2 separate regions of the Sus scrofa genome follow, and region 1 is linked to region 2. The links are chromatin contacts, called in public Hi-C maps. All regions are on one chromosome and are shown on one strand. The core of a region is the stretch at or near the end of the contact, and the rest is flanking DNA. Distances in the headings are between cores, read along the strand shown. Region 1 overlaps SLC44A1 (choline transporter-like protein 1). Region 2 overlaps SLC44A1 (choline transporter-like protein 1).

Region 1 (6,496 bases), core at 1,292-3,791, 76 kb before region 2:
TAATAAAACAAATATTATCTTTTTCATTATATTGTGTCTACTGATAAAATAAATGAGTGAATTCAGTTAGGCGTATGTTTTATAACCCATGATTTAAGCATCTCATTTCAGGATATGTTTTTGTTGAATCTCCTATAGCATTCCGGTTACAGTCCCTTTTCACTGACAAACAGCATTATTTTTCTCTTCTACTGACCTACGCACATTTCATTTATTTCTTTTATATGATTTGTTGCAACTAGTTATTTTACAAAATGATATAAAAAGGTTACATCCTCATTTTGTTTGATTTTAAATAGACTATTTCCCCATAATATTGATACCTGTCACTACTAGAAACTCCATCAACTTTCTTTCACATCCTCAGACTTAAAATGAAATCTGTTTTTTTTTTTTTTTTTTTTTTTTGCTATTTCTTGGGCCACTCCCACGGCATATGGAGGTTCCCAGGCTAGGGGTCGAATCGGAGCTGTAGCCACTGGCCTACACCAGAGCCACAGCAACGCGGGATCCGAGCTGCGTCTGCAACCTACACCACAGCTCACAGCAACGCCAGATCGTTAACCCACTGAGCAAGGGCAGGGACCAAACCCACAACCTCATGGTTCCTAGTCGGATTCGTTAACCACTGCGCCACGACGGGAACTCCGAAATCTGTTTTTGACAAAGATGCCAAAGTAATTCAATGGGGGAGACAGTCTTTCAATAAATGCTGCTAGAATAACTGGAAATTTTTTTCTAAGGGCCACAGGTGCAGCATATGGAAATTCCCAGGCTAGGGGTCGAATTGGAGCTACAGCTGCTGGCCTACACCACAGCCACAGCAACGCCAGATCTGAGTCTGTGACCTAACCGCAGCTCACAGCAAGGCCAGATCCTTAACCTACCAAGCTGGGCCAGGGATGAAACTTGTATCCTCATGGATATTAGTCAGGTTCTTTCCTCTAAGCCACGATGGGAACTCCTGACTTTTTATGTGAAAAACAAATAAACTTTGACCTCTTCACACTGTATACAAACGTTTAAGTGCTAAATAAGAAAAACTTCTAGAAGAAAACAAAATATAAGTGCTGATTTGGGTACAGCAATGATTGCTTAGCACACAAAAAGCATGAACCATTAAAAGGTCACATTTTATGTGATGTTTTAAAATTTTATCTCAGGGATAAATTATAGACTTCATCAAAATTAAAAACGTTTTATTTGTGGAAAGATACCATGAAGAAAATAAAAAGATGAACCACCTTCTATATCAGAGAAATATTTACAAACCATGCCCAGCAAAGGTCTTTTACCTAGAATATATAAAGAACTCATAACTTATTAAAACAAACAAGCCAATATATTTGCAAATGTGTGAATGACTTAAATACATACTTAGTGAAAGAAGTTTTATGGATGGAAGGAAAGAAGATATGTGGATAGTCAACTAACACTTAAAAAGATGCTCAACATCATCAGTCACTAGAAATATGCAAATTAAAACCACAGTGAGATACATCTATACATGCACGAGGATAGTTAAGATTAAAAAGTTACCGTTGTGGCTCAGCGGAAGCCAATCTGACTAGTATCTATGAGGATGCATGTTTGATCCCTGGCCTTGAGTTTGATCTTCTTGGGTTGGGGATCTGGCATTGCTGTGAGCTGTGGTGTAGGTTGCAGACACAGCTAGGATCCCACTTTGCTGTGGCTGTCACATAGGCTACAGCTTTGATTCAACCCCTAGCCTGGGAACCTCCATGTGCAGCCCTAAAAAAAAAAAAAAGAAAAAGAAAAAGACTGGAAAATAATAAGTATGGAAAAAAACATACATCCAAAAACAGGTGAATAGATAAACAAAATGTGGTATATGCACACAATGAAATACTACTCAGCAATTAAAAAGGCACAAACCACAGATATATTTAACAATATGGATGAATCTCACATTACTATGCTATATGAACAAAAGTGGCACAAAATACTACACACTGTATGACTCCATGAACATGCAATTCTAGAAGAGACAAAACTATACTAACAGAAAGCAGCTCAGTGGTTATTTGGGGACAAGGATGGGGCAAGGACTGACTGCAATGAGCATGAGGTAATCTTCTGGGGGCAAAAGAAGTAGTTATTATGACGGGGGCACAGGATTATATACAGTTACCAAAATTCTAATGTACCCTTAAAAAGGGTAAATCACTATATATAAGTTATACCTCAGTAAGACTGTTAGATATTTTAAATTTCACCTTGGAAATGCATTTTATAAAATCTAAAGAGTGCCAGCGGGTTGTAAAAAATTTAATCTACTCAGAGGTTGGGACTTTGTCCTGGGCTTTTGCAAATTAATCTCTAAGTCTTGTAAGAGGGTCTTTATTTGCCTAGGGATTTAGGTAGGTCATGGCAGGTGGTGTAACAAAGTGAAGGTAGGAGGTCAGGTTAGGGTGGAATCTGACCGCTCTTAGAAAGATCAGCAATGTTGGATCATATGGTGTCAGCCTGACCACAGCGGCTGAGATTGAGTCAGCCACACAGGCAATGAATCATGTTTGCATAGTTTAGAAGCCCTAGTAAAAATTCTAAATGCTGAAGCCTGGGTGAGGTCCGCAGCTGGCAATACTCATGTGCATTATCACACATCAATGCCAGGCAAGTTACATTCCCTGATTCCAGGGGGAAAGAACAATGGTACAGAGTCTCGTTAGCTCCTTTTTTAATCTGTTTGCTTTTCCTTGTAATAAACTATAACTGAGTGTAATATATTTCGGTGAGTTCGGTGAGGCTTTCTGGAAAATTATCAAACCTAAGAGTGACTTTGTGGACCCCTGAACTTGCATTTACTGTCAAAGGTGAGGCTGATTTGCAATGACATGGATGGACCTAGACATTATCATACTAAGTGAAGTAAGTCAGACAAATAATCATATGCTATCACTTATATGTGGCATCTAATAAAATGATACCAAAAAAACTTTTCTTTCTTTTTTTTCTAGGGCCGCACCCATGGCATATGGAGGTTCCCAGGCTAGGAGTTGAATCGGAGCTGTAGCTGCTGGCCTACACCACAGCCACAGCAACGCAGGATCTGAGCCCCATCTGTGACCTATACCACAGCTCACAGCAATACCGGATCCTTAACCCACTGAGTGAGGCCAGGGATCAAAACTGAGTCCTCATGGATGCTAGTCAGATTCGTTTCCACTGAGCCACAATGGAAACTCCCCCCAAAAAACTTACTTAAAAAACAGAAACAGGAGTTCTCATTGTGGCTCAGCAATAATAAACCCGACTAGTATCCATGAAGATGTGGGTTCGATTCCTGGCCTCGCTCAGTGGGTTGAGGATCCAGCCTTGCTGTGAGCTGTGGTGTAGGTCACAGATGAGGCTTGGATCCCACATTATTGTGGCTGTGGTGTAGCCTAGCAGCTGTAGCTCTGATTCCACCCCTAACCTGGGAACCTTCACATGCCACGGGTGCAGCCCTAAAAAGACAAAAAAATTAAAATAAAAAAAACCAGGAGCTCTCATCATAGCTCAGTGGTACTGAACCCAACTAGTATGCATGAAGATATGAGTTAGATTCCCAGCCTCACTCAGTGGGCTAAGGATCTGGCAGTGCTGTGGAGCTGGGGGGTAGGTGGCAGATGCAGCTCAGCTCTCCAGTTGCTATGACTGTGGCTGTGGCCAGCAGCTACAGCTCCAATTTGACCCCTAGCCTGGGAATTTCCATATGCTGTGGATGTAGCCCCAAAGAGACAAAAATAAAAGAAAAATAAAAAACAGAAACAAAGTTACAGATTTCAAAACCAATCTTATGCTGTAGGGGGAGGGAAGAATTGCAAGGGTGGGAATACATTCATACTACTGTATAAAACAGTCTATAGCACAGGAAAATCCACTCAGTAGTCTATAATAACTGAGCAATGTGAGAAAAAGGAATGGATATATTTACATGTACAACTAATTTACTTTGCTGAACCTCTGAAACTAATACAATATTGTAAATCAACTATACTCAAGTAAAATTAAATTTTAAAAAAGTGAGGCTGGTTATGTGTTAGAGGGACTGTGTACCCTCTAACTTCTCAGTTGTCTTCAACTCTCATATCCAGATATATAAAGAGGTGGCAAATTGATGACCATAAAACTCATAGTTGAAGTGGTTAATAATTACCTAAAGTATATTACTAAGGTCATATCTATAAGCTGTGTACAATGACAAAACAACAAAAATTTTGCTGCTGTCTGGTTAATCTGGAACCAACCCAAGTAGTAAGACTCTGGATAAGTAGCAGTAAGCATATTTAACTTAGATATGTTAAGTATATAACCTAGGCAGGTAACACATAGAAAAACCAACCATCCCTTCCTTGTGTAGGTGCACAGCTATCATCAAATTCTGTTGGATGGCTTTTTATTTCTTTATTTAGAATCTGCCTAACGTTTCAACTTTCAACTCCTGATTTTTCTATGTTATGCAGGTGGATCTCTTTTTTCAAACTGCTAAGCAGTAATATCCAAAGCAAGCATTATCCTAGAGGTAGAATCTTACTAGCAATACAGATGTTACTTTGTAAAAAGTTTTTGTAAAATTCAGGCTAAAGAGGGTGTGGTCATGAAAGGACAAAAAATATTTTCCAAAGATGCCTCCGTAAATTTGCCTTCTGAAAGAAAATTCAGCTATGATTTTTACAACTTCTAACATAGTCCATGAAAGAAAAATGAAAGATTAGGAAAAACTGCATAAATAAAACAAAAAGTTTCCAGAGAGTATCATGAATGTTACTCTTCCCAAATGCTTGTAAATGAGTCCACAAGTGCAAGTTCTAGTGAAGTATCCACCAAGGCTGCTCTTTTTCATGTTGAGCCAAACTAGAGAGGCGGTAAGTTAATGTCAGAATCAGAGAGTGTTTGACAGGAGGGCAAACTCATCAAAGGCTCAGGGTATCTCTTTGTACAAACTTATCTCTAAGTGTGGGAAGGAGCAGACAATCTACTGGGCTGCTCTGAATAATACTCTGGTCACTGCAAAACTCAAACCAGCACAATGCATAAATGCACTCCCTCTGTTCTCCTAAGCCTGTACAGCTCCACAAAACAGAGCCGGGAGGGCCTTACTGTATGCACCCAGCTTTTACCAGGCTAATTTAGGCTGGCCAGCAGAACTCCCTCCAACCTGCGGATGATGTTCTTCAGCCAAAAAGAACCAAGCTTGGCATTCTAATCGGAATCCCACCCTCATTTCAGATGGCCTCTTGGAGGTGCCTCTTGGCCCAAGAACCCACATCCACCCCCAGCTTCCCCCACCTCCAGCCCCCACCCCCCTGGCCTCATCACCACCATGTGTTCCCTCCTTCCACAGGGCTGCATGATTTGATTTTCCCCTGCTGGGATGCAGGTCCCTCACCTAAATGGGGCTCCAAATCCGGACTTTAAATGATTCTGTTCCTGAACCCCCAATCACTGGCCGAGAGATTCTTCAACCCACATGGACAATGCAACCCTCAAGAAGGGGAGGTCAGACAGACTGAGGCCTAAGAAGGTTCTGACTCACTGTTGTTGAAGTAATGGGACCATGAGCCACAGAATATAGGCTAGAGAATACATGGGTTGCCTCTGGAAGCTGAAAATGACCCCTGGCTGATAGCCAGCAAGGAAATGGAACCTTGTCCTACAGCCATGTGGAACTGAACTCTGCCAAAAGCCTGAATGAACGTGGAAAAAGATTCATTCCCCAGAGTCCCTGGTAAGGAACACAGCCCTGCCAACATTTTGATTTCAGCCTTGCGACACCCGGAGCAGGGAACCAGCTGAGCCATGCTGTGCACAGACTTCTGATTTACAGAACTTGTTCTTTTAAGGCACTTAGTTTGTGGTAATTTGTTACAGAAGCAGTAGAACTGAACACCATGGTGGTTCCAGTGCTACCATCAAATTGCCTTATTTTCCTGTGCCTACCAGCCTGCAGTTAGGAACCCAGGAAACTGGAGTCACCCAGCTTTCAATATATACTTTCCCACACTGCAATGGAATAGTTTATCTATGCTTTTGTCTTCCTCACTAAAATGCAAGCTCTTCAACAACAGAGAGTGAATGGCTCTTTTTACTCTCTAATTTTTTTATTGCCCAGATAATAAAGTGTAGAAAACTTAAGACAAAAAGAAATGAGTATAAAAGAAAATTGAAAAGATCCATAATTCAATAGTTAACTATACTGTTAATATTTTGATGTCATTCTATACTTTTCTAGGTACATGTGTATATATAAATCACACACTAAATATAGATTTTTAACTATTTTTTTCCTTAAAAATGTTCTGTAGATAATCCACATCAATGGACATAATTCTATGCGATCATTTTATCATTCCATAGTACTCAGAGTGGGCCAGGTCCTGCATAACAGGAGGTACCTCTCTGGTACCCTTATATTTCACCTTTCATAATACTTTTGACAGCCTTATAACATTTGTGATCATTTGGTGATTTTAAGCTGTTTTCTCCACTA
Region 2 (6,379 bases), core at 2,014-4,513:
TCATGTTTAGTAAACTGACTGCCATGATAGACTTGTTCAGACTTAAGTTCTTAGAAGAAAATGTAGACAGGCTCAGGAGGAAATGCACCACAGTCAAGGGTCCCCAGAGCCTCAAGTTTCTAACTACCACTTATATAGACTCTACTCCAGATTGTCATACCCTGACCTCTAGTTTGGGATGCCCTGATTTAAAACCAACACCTTCCCCACCACCACCACAACACATACACTTCAAAAGGCAGTGTAAATAATACACACAATCTCTGAATTTAAATGAAAAAAAGTAATATCTAAGCGACATTTAATATACTATTTAATTAGAGTCCTCAGTACAGCAGAGGGATGGGAATGCAGTGCAGCAGGAAAGGCAAAGGCTTTGAACTACTCCAGGCTTTACATTTGGAGGACCTTGCACAAGCTGCCTAAACTTTCCCAGCCTTTGTTTCTTCATCTGCAAAATGGGGCTATCACTGGTATCCATCTCAGAGTTGCGAGAACAAAATGAAATTTATTATATGAGAGCAAACAACTAGGGAATGAAGGCAGGGAAAAGCCAGTGGTCTGCTCTCATATCCCATGTCTTCCCCCTGGGAGACAGCTTATCCTTTGAGCACCTCCATCACACAAAGGACAGAGCATCTTTCTGAAATACAATTCTGGATCTTCAATTGCCTATAGGAAATTGCTCCATGGAGGTAGTAATATCGGTATCACCTCAAACTCAGTTCACACAAAATTAAATTCATGTTCTCCTCCCCACATTCTAGTCTCTATCTCAACTCCCATGTCTACTCTAATACCCTTTTCCCATTATATAGCATCCTGAACCAGTTTTATCCCTCTGCTTCATCCCACATATCCAGATTAAGTCAGGAAAATCTGTCCTATTTCAATTTCATAATGTCCCTTCTATTTCTCATTTACTCTGTTGGTCTGAGTTACCACATGGCTTCCAGGGTGGCCTCTTTCCCTTTCTCCCACTTGAAGCACAGAAAGACTGAAAAACCCTTCATGGCTGCCCCTTAAATAGTCAAGTCTTCCCTACAGGTAACACTTCTAGCCAGGTCGCCTTTCCAAACAGACACGCAGCTAAGTTAAAGGCTGCCTTGCCTTTGTTCAAGCTGCTCCTTTAACTACAATGTCCTCTTTTGTCCCTGCTTTCTACAAAAATCTGTCTATCCTCCCACTTGCTAAACCCATCCTTCAAAGCCAAATTAAGAGTGATTTTCCGGAAGCCCACTAACTAGCCCATCCTTTCTTGACTTCTTCATCTCCTAAACTCCTAACGCTCCAATTCAGCATCTCATTATTACTGTTATTCATTTTACCCTTAACACTCATCTTCCAGACACAATTTAAAATTTTTTGAAGTCAGGGTCCCTTTTCCAGAACCCAAAAGCAGAATTTTTTAGGGGAGTAATAATGGGTAGAAGACCTGAGAGAATTAATTTATATTAATAATGTCTGAGATATTTTCATAGGTTGTGCATGGGTTTGCTACAAGCCTGCGAGGCAGGTTTTGTTATTATTGCCGTTTTATAGCAATAAACTGAGGCACCAAACATTAAAGAATTTGGCCCAAATAACCCAGCTGATGACTTTAAACCCATACAGTCTAGCTCTACAAGCCCATACTGCTGCCAGTATAAGATGTATATCAGTACTCAGATTCCAGTAGCCCTTCCCAGCAGCAGTAGGGAAAGGATTTCTTACGAGGATGGCAGAAAGCTACTTATCCATTAAGGAAGAATCATTTAGTTGGGGTTGGTAAAGTGAGAAACATATAATTAACTCAATTCAACTGAACTTTAAGAAAATTTTACATATGTTTAAAATTAAACTTTTTAGGAGTTCCCGTCGTGGCTCAGTGGTTGACAAGTCTGACCAGGAACCATGAGGTTGCAGGTTCAGTCCCTGGCCTTGCTCAGTGGGTTGGGGATCCGGCATTGCTGTGAGCTGTGGTGTAGGTTGCAGACGCGGCTCGGATCCCGCGTCACTGTGGCTCTGGTGTAGGCCGGCAGCTACAGCTCCGATTGGACCCCTACCCTGGGAACCTCCATATGCCACGGGAGCAGCCCAAGAAATGGCAAAAAGACAAAAAAATAAAAATAAAAATTTAAACTTTTTATTACAAATAATGCCATTATTATGATGCATTATTATACTTTTGGATTACTAAATAAAGGGTGTCAACTTTTTTTATGGCTTTCAATGTATGTCATCAACACTGTCCCAGGAGGGTCATTCCAATTTATTCAGCAAATCAATAAAGAATACTTGAGACAAAATCACAAGAGTAATTAATATTATTCTATTAACTTTTACTAAAGTTACAGACAAAAAGGGTGTCTATGTGCCCTTAATTTGATCAGCAAAATTGAACATATTTACATTTTAGTTCATTACTTCTCCTTCTGTAAATTAGATATTTCTGGCAAAGATGCAGTTTTTATTTGTACTGTGAGAACTCTTTATTTATACTGTGAGAGCTCTTTATATCATAGATATTCTAAATAATGACGTGGATCTTTGGTTTTATTATTGTTATACCAAAAAACAAACATAAAAACCCCAAAATTAAATAGAAGGGAAACCAAAGACACTCTCTTTCTACTTTTCTGTTCTAGAATATTCACTACTATGATTCCTTAAGTGCATCAGGTAGGGGTAGAAAGAAAAGGAAGGAAAAAGAAAATTTTAGGGGGAGGGACCAAAAAAGAAAACATGAATACCAGTCCTACAGAGATAAACACACAAAGAAGCAAGAAGAGGTAGCAAAGGAAATTGAGAGCTTGAACAAGTCATGCTAGACCCCAAGGTTCTCTCAGGGCCCAAGGGTTGTGGGAATACTGATTAGCTACTTAACCATCATCCCAACCTTAAACGTTCTTCTTTATCCAGAAGCTATCCTCATCTCAGAATGGGAAAGAGGCAGTGGAGGTGGAGAAAAGAGAAAAATAGCACTTGGGCAGTGACGAGAGCAGTATCTGTCACTGGGAAAACAGGAAGATAACTGTGTGACTTTCAACTATGAACTGTGAAAAGTTTTATAATGGAGCTATAAGTAAAACATTAGGAAACTTTATAAAAGTGTGATTTCATAGGCAGATAAAATAGCAAAACTAGGTAGTAGGTACTACCAGCTGCCTACCTAGTCCCAGTGCTCCCCAACCCTCCTCCGCCTCAAGCCTTGCCAGCAAAGTCCTAAGTTTGTCCTGGTGTGGCTCCACCCTCCACTTGACTCAGAGGGAAATCCTGGTTAGTCAAGCCAATTACAGTGCCCTAGCCTCCCCCTCGCTTGACATTGTTTAGGGATGAGTAGGCAGCCCTCCCTAACTCCCATTAAAGAAAAACCACTGGATGGAGGCAGTCAGCTCAGCATAACAAGAGTCTTTGAGAGAGTCACATCCATCTTCAGATCAGGAGGCGACCTACGTGAGGAAAAGCTACCTTCCTTAAATAACAAAAAGAGACAACTCAGGTCCTTATTGACAATACCAAGCTACTGAACTAACCAGGCTGGAAGCCACCCTACCTCTCAACTCATATAAAAGTTTTCCTTAATGCTTTAACTATTTAGATTTAAGGTTTTTCATTTCTTAAAGCAGAATCATCTTTAAGTGGTTCCTAATGAAAAATCTTACAAGATCCTTATTATCATCATTACCATTATCACAATGCTACTTAAAAGGGAAAAAAAAAAAAAAAGAGCAAACTTTAATACTTTCCCTGCTACTTAAACATCTTAAAGTAACCATATATTTCAATTTTTCCACCTTTTTGCTGTTCTCATTTTATATTATACAAATGTATCCAGAAATTAAACACTTCTGTTCAAGTTTTCAGCATATCTAGCAACCTTAAAAATTAGGATAGGGAGTTCCCATCGTGCCTCAGTGGTAAGGAACCTGACTAGTATCCATGAAGATGTGGGTTCGATTCCCTGGCCTCACTCAGTGGGTTAAAGCATCCAGAGTTGCAGCGAGCTGCAATGTAGGTCGCAGACATGGCTCAGATCCTGTATAGCTGTGGCTGTGGTGTAGGCTGGCAGCTGTAGCTCTGATTCAACGCCTAGCCTGGGAACTTCCATATGCCACAGGTGCAGCCCTACAAAGTAATAAATAAATAAATAAATATTAGGATAAAAATAGCTCTTAATACTTTCCTTACTAAAGAGATGTCTAAATAGTTGTGGGATATTGTAGTGAGCAGCTAAAAACAGTAATAATATTATTTTCACAAAAAAATAAATTCCAGCATTTTATCAACAAAATGTTTCTTAAATAAATCCTATTATACAGCTGATATGAAATCAGAAAGGAGTCCACCAAGGGGGAAAAAATACGCCCAAACGTACACCTCTACAAGTACACTTGCTTCATATGTGAGATGTATACGTGCCACAGAGAAGCTGCTTAAGATGCTGCTAAAAATTCAGCTGAGAATCTTCCTCAAAATTATTTGTCCCTTTAAAAAGATTTTACACTGAATTTTAAAACATCCGAGTCACTAAGGTAAGAGTTCATCCACATCCATCCATTAAAGGAAAAAGAACATCTTATTAATTCGAAAATTTCATGAACACCTACCATGTATCAGGTACCAGCTAAGCACAGAGAGTAAAAGCAATGAACAAAGCAGATGTGGTCCCTCTCCTCAGCAACTCAATCTAGACCAGGGGTCAGCAAACATTTTCCCTAAAGAGCCACAGAATAAACATTTACACTTGTAGACCATAAAGTCTGTCACAACTAACTATTCAACTCTGCCATTGTAGCATTAAGAGCAGCTACAGACGATGTGAAAACAAATGAGAGTGCATGTATCCAGAAAACTTTATTTTCAGGCAAAGAATTCAAATTTATATAATTTTTATGAAATACATTTCTCATGCAAAAATGTTCTTCTAATTTGTTCAACCATTTAAATATATAAATACCATCTTTGGCATTCTTAGCTCGCAAAGTCATACAAAAACAGGTACAGCCAGATTTGGCCCATGGGCTGTAGTTTTGCCAACCCCTGGTCCAGGGGTATAATTATTTGTTTACTGCTTTAAATGTTCAAAGGGTGAATGAGAATTTAATGAGGACACATGGCTTGGGTTGAAGAATTAAGGAAGCCTTTTCCAAACAAGTGATTTGGAGGCTGAAACTTAAAGGAAGAGCCAGCCCAGGGAGAAAAGCAAAGAACATTCCAGACAAGTTAAAAGCATGTGCAAAAGCTCGAAAAGAAAGAGGAATACAGTCTCCTGAAGAATCTGTGAGCCTGAAACACAAAGAATAAGGAGAAGTAAGGTATGAGTGGGCAAAGGCTGGGGAAACAGAAGGGGACTACACCCACACAGTGTTCTTCTCCTCTTTGTCCTAAGAGCAAAGAGAAACCATTAAAGGGTTTCAAGGAAGCAGGAACAAAATTAGCTTTGGATTTTTTAGAGACCGCTAAGACTGCAATATGGAGAAAAATTGAAAGGAAGCATGAATGAATAAGGGGAGATCTGGAAGCACAGTTTTGGCTGGACATGATAGAAGCTTAGACTAGGGGCTGGGAGTGGAGTGTACAAAGCAAAAGAGGCAGGATCTGGTGACTAGGTAACTGAGAATGAAAGACAGGTTTCCTGCACACCTCAGGTTTCCACTTTCCCGGGGAAAATATCACTATCATTCAGTGAACCAAAGATGCTGAAAAAGACGTGTGTGTATGTGTACACAAATTTTGAGTTTAATTTTTGACATGCTGAGTTTGAGTTGCCTGCAAGGTATTCTAGTGGAAGTGCTAAGTAATCAGTGGATATAAGGCTCAGAAACCAGGACGAAATTGGTTTCAGTTCAGTAATTCAGTTTGGAATTATCAGCATATGGATAGTTACTGAAACCATAGGAGATGGAATTAAGTAAAGAAAGGGTATGTAACAGTGGTTTTCATCCTTGGCCGAACATGAAAACTAAAAAACACTGATACCCAGGCAGTACCCCTAAACCAATGAAATCACAGTCTTTGGGAGGAGAACCCAGACATCAGTGTCTTTAAAGCTCTCTAAGTGTTTCCAATGTGGAGCCAAGGTTGCAAAGATAAGAAGATTTAGGACATTAAGAATTAGCAGTAACTATAGAAAGATCAAGAGATTGAGACTAAGTAGGTTTCTAGTCCTAGTTACCTCATAATGTATTTCTCTGACCTCAGACTACTTCATATCTCTAAATTCTAGTTTAGCTCAATAGAAAAGTGAGATCGTAGGCTTAGTTTATCTCTAATATCCCCTAGAGTCCCCAAAATCAGAGCCAAAGTTACAAAATTGAAATATTTCTTTCTTCTTGGATGGTTTGGGGGGAAGGAGATAGAAAAATAGCTATTAGCCAATTATCAGTAGTATAATACA

Evidence for each region. Hi-C and Micro-C count contacts between places; a contact is called where the count stands out from the background.
Region 1: a contact with region 2 is called in a Hi-C map of embryonic fibroblasts, with 1.5 times the contacts expected there. The contact joins two enhancer-like sites. A contact is called at or near these places in 2 of 5 promoter capture datasets (liver and skeletal muscle) and 1 of 47 Hi-C or Micro-C datasets (embryonic fibroblasts).

The regions. Positions count from the first base shown.
Region 1 is chr1:246,629,281-246,635,776 of Sscrofa11.1, reverse strand. All of the region lies in intron 3 of SLC44A1 (choline transporter-like protein 1), which reads right to left. Among named protein-coding and RNA genes, the nearest start is that of SLC44A1, 84 kb to the right of the region's middle. Within about 2 kb of position 2,541, at least 8 of the 83 cell types and tissues checked have an H3K27ac peak or open chromatin away from gene starts, as enhancers often do. A contact at or near this core is called in embryonic fibroblasts, where this site is marked.
Region 2 is chr1:246,553,750-246,560,128 of Sscrofa11.1, reverse strand. The region is part of intron 1 of SLC44A1 (choline transporter-like protein 1); the gene reads right to left. Among named protein-coding and RNA genes, the nearest start is that of SLC44A1, 8.4 kb to the right of the region's middle. Within about 2 kb of position 3,263, at least 29 of the 83 cell types and tissues checked have an H3K27ac peak or open chromatin away from gene starts, as enhancers often do. A contact at or near this core is called in embryonic fibroblasts, where this site is marked.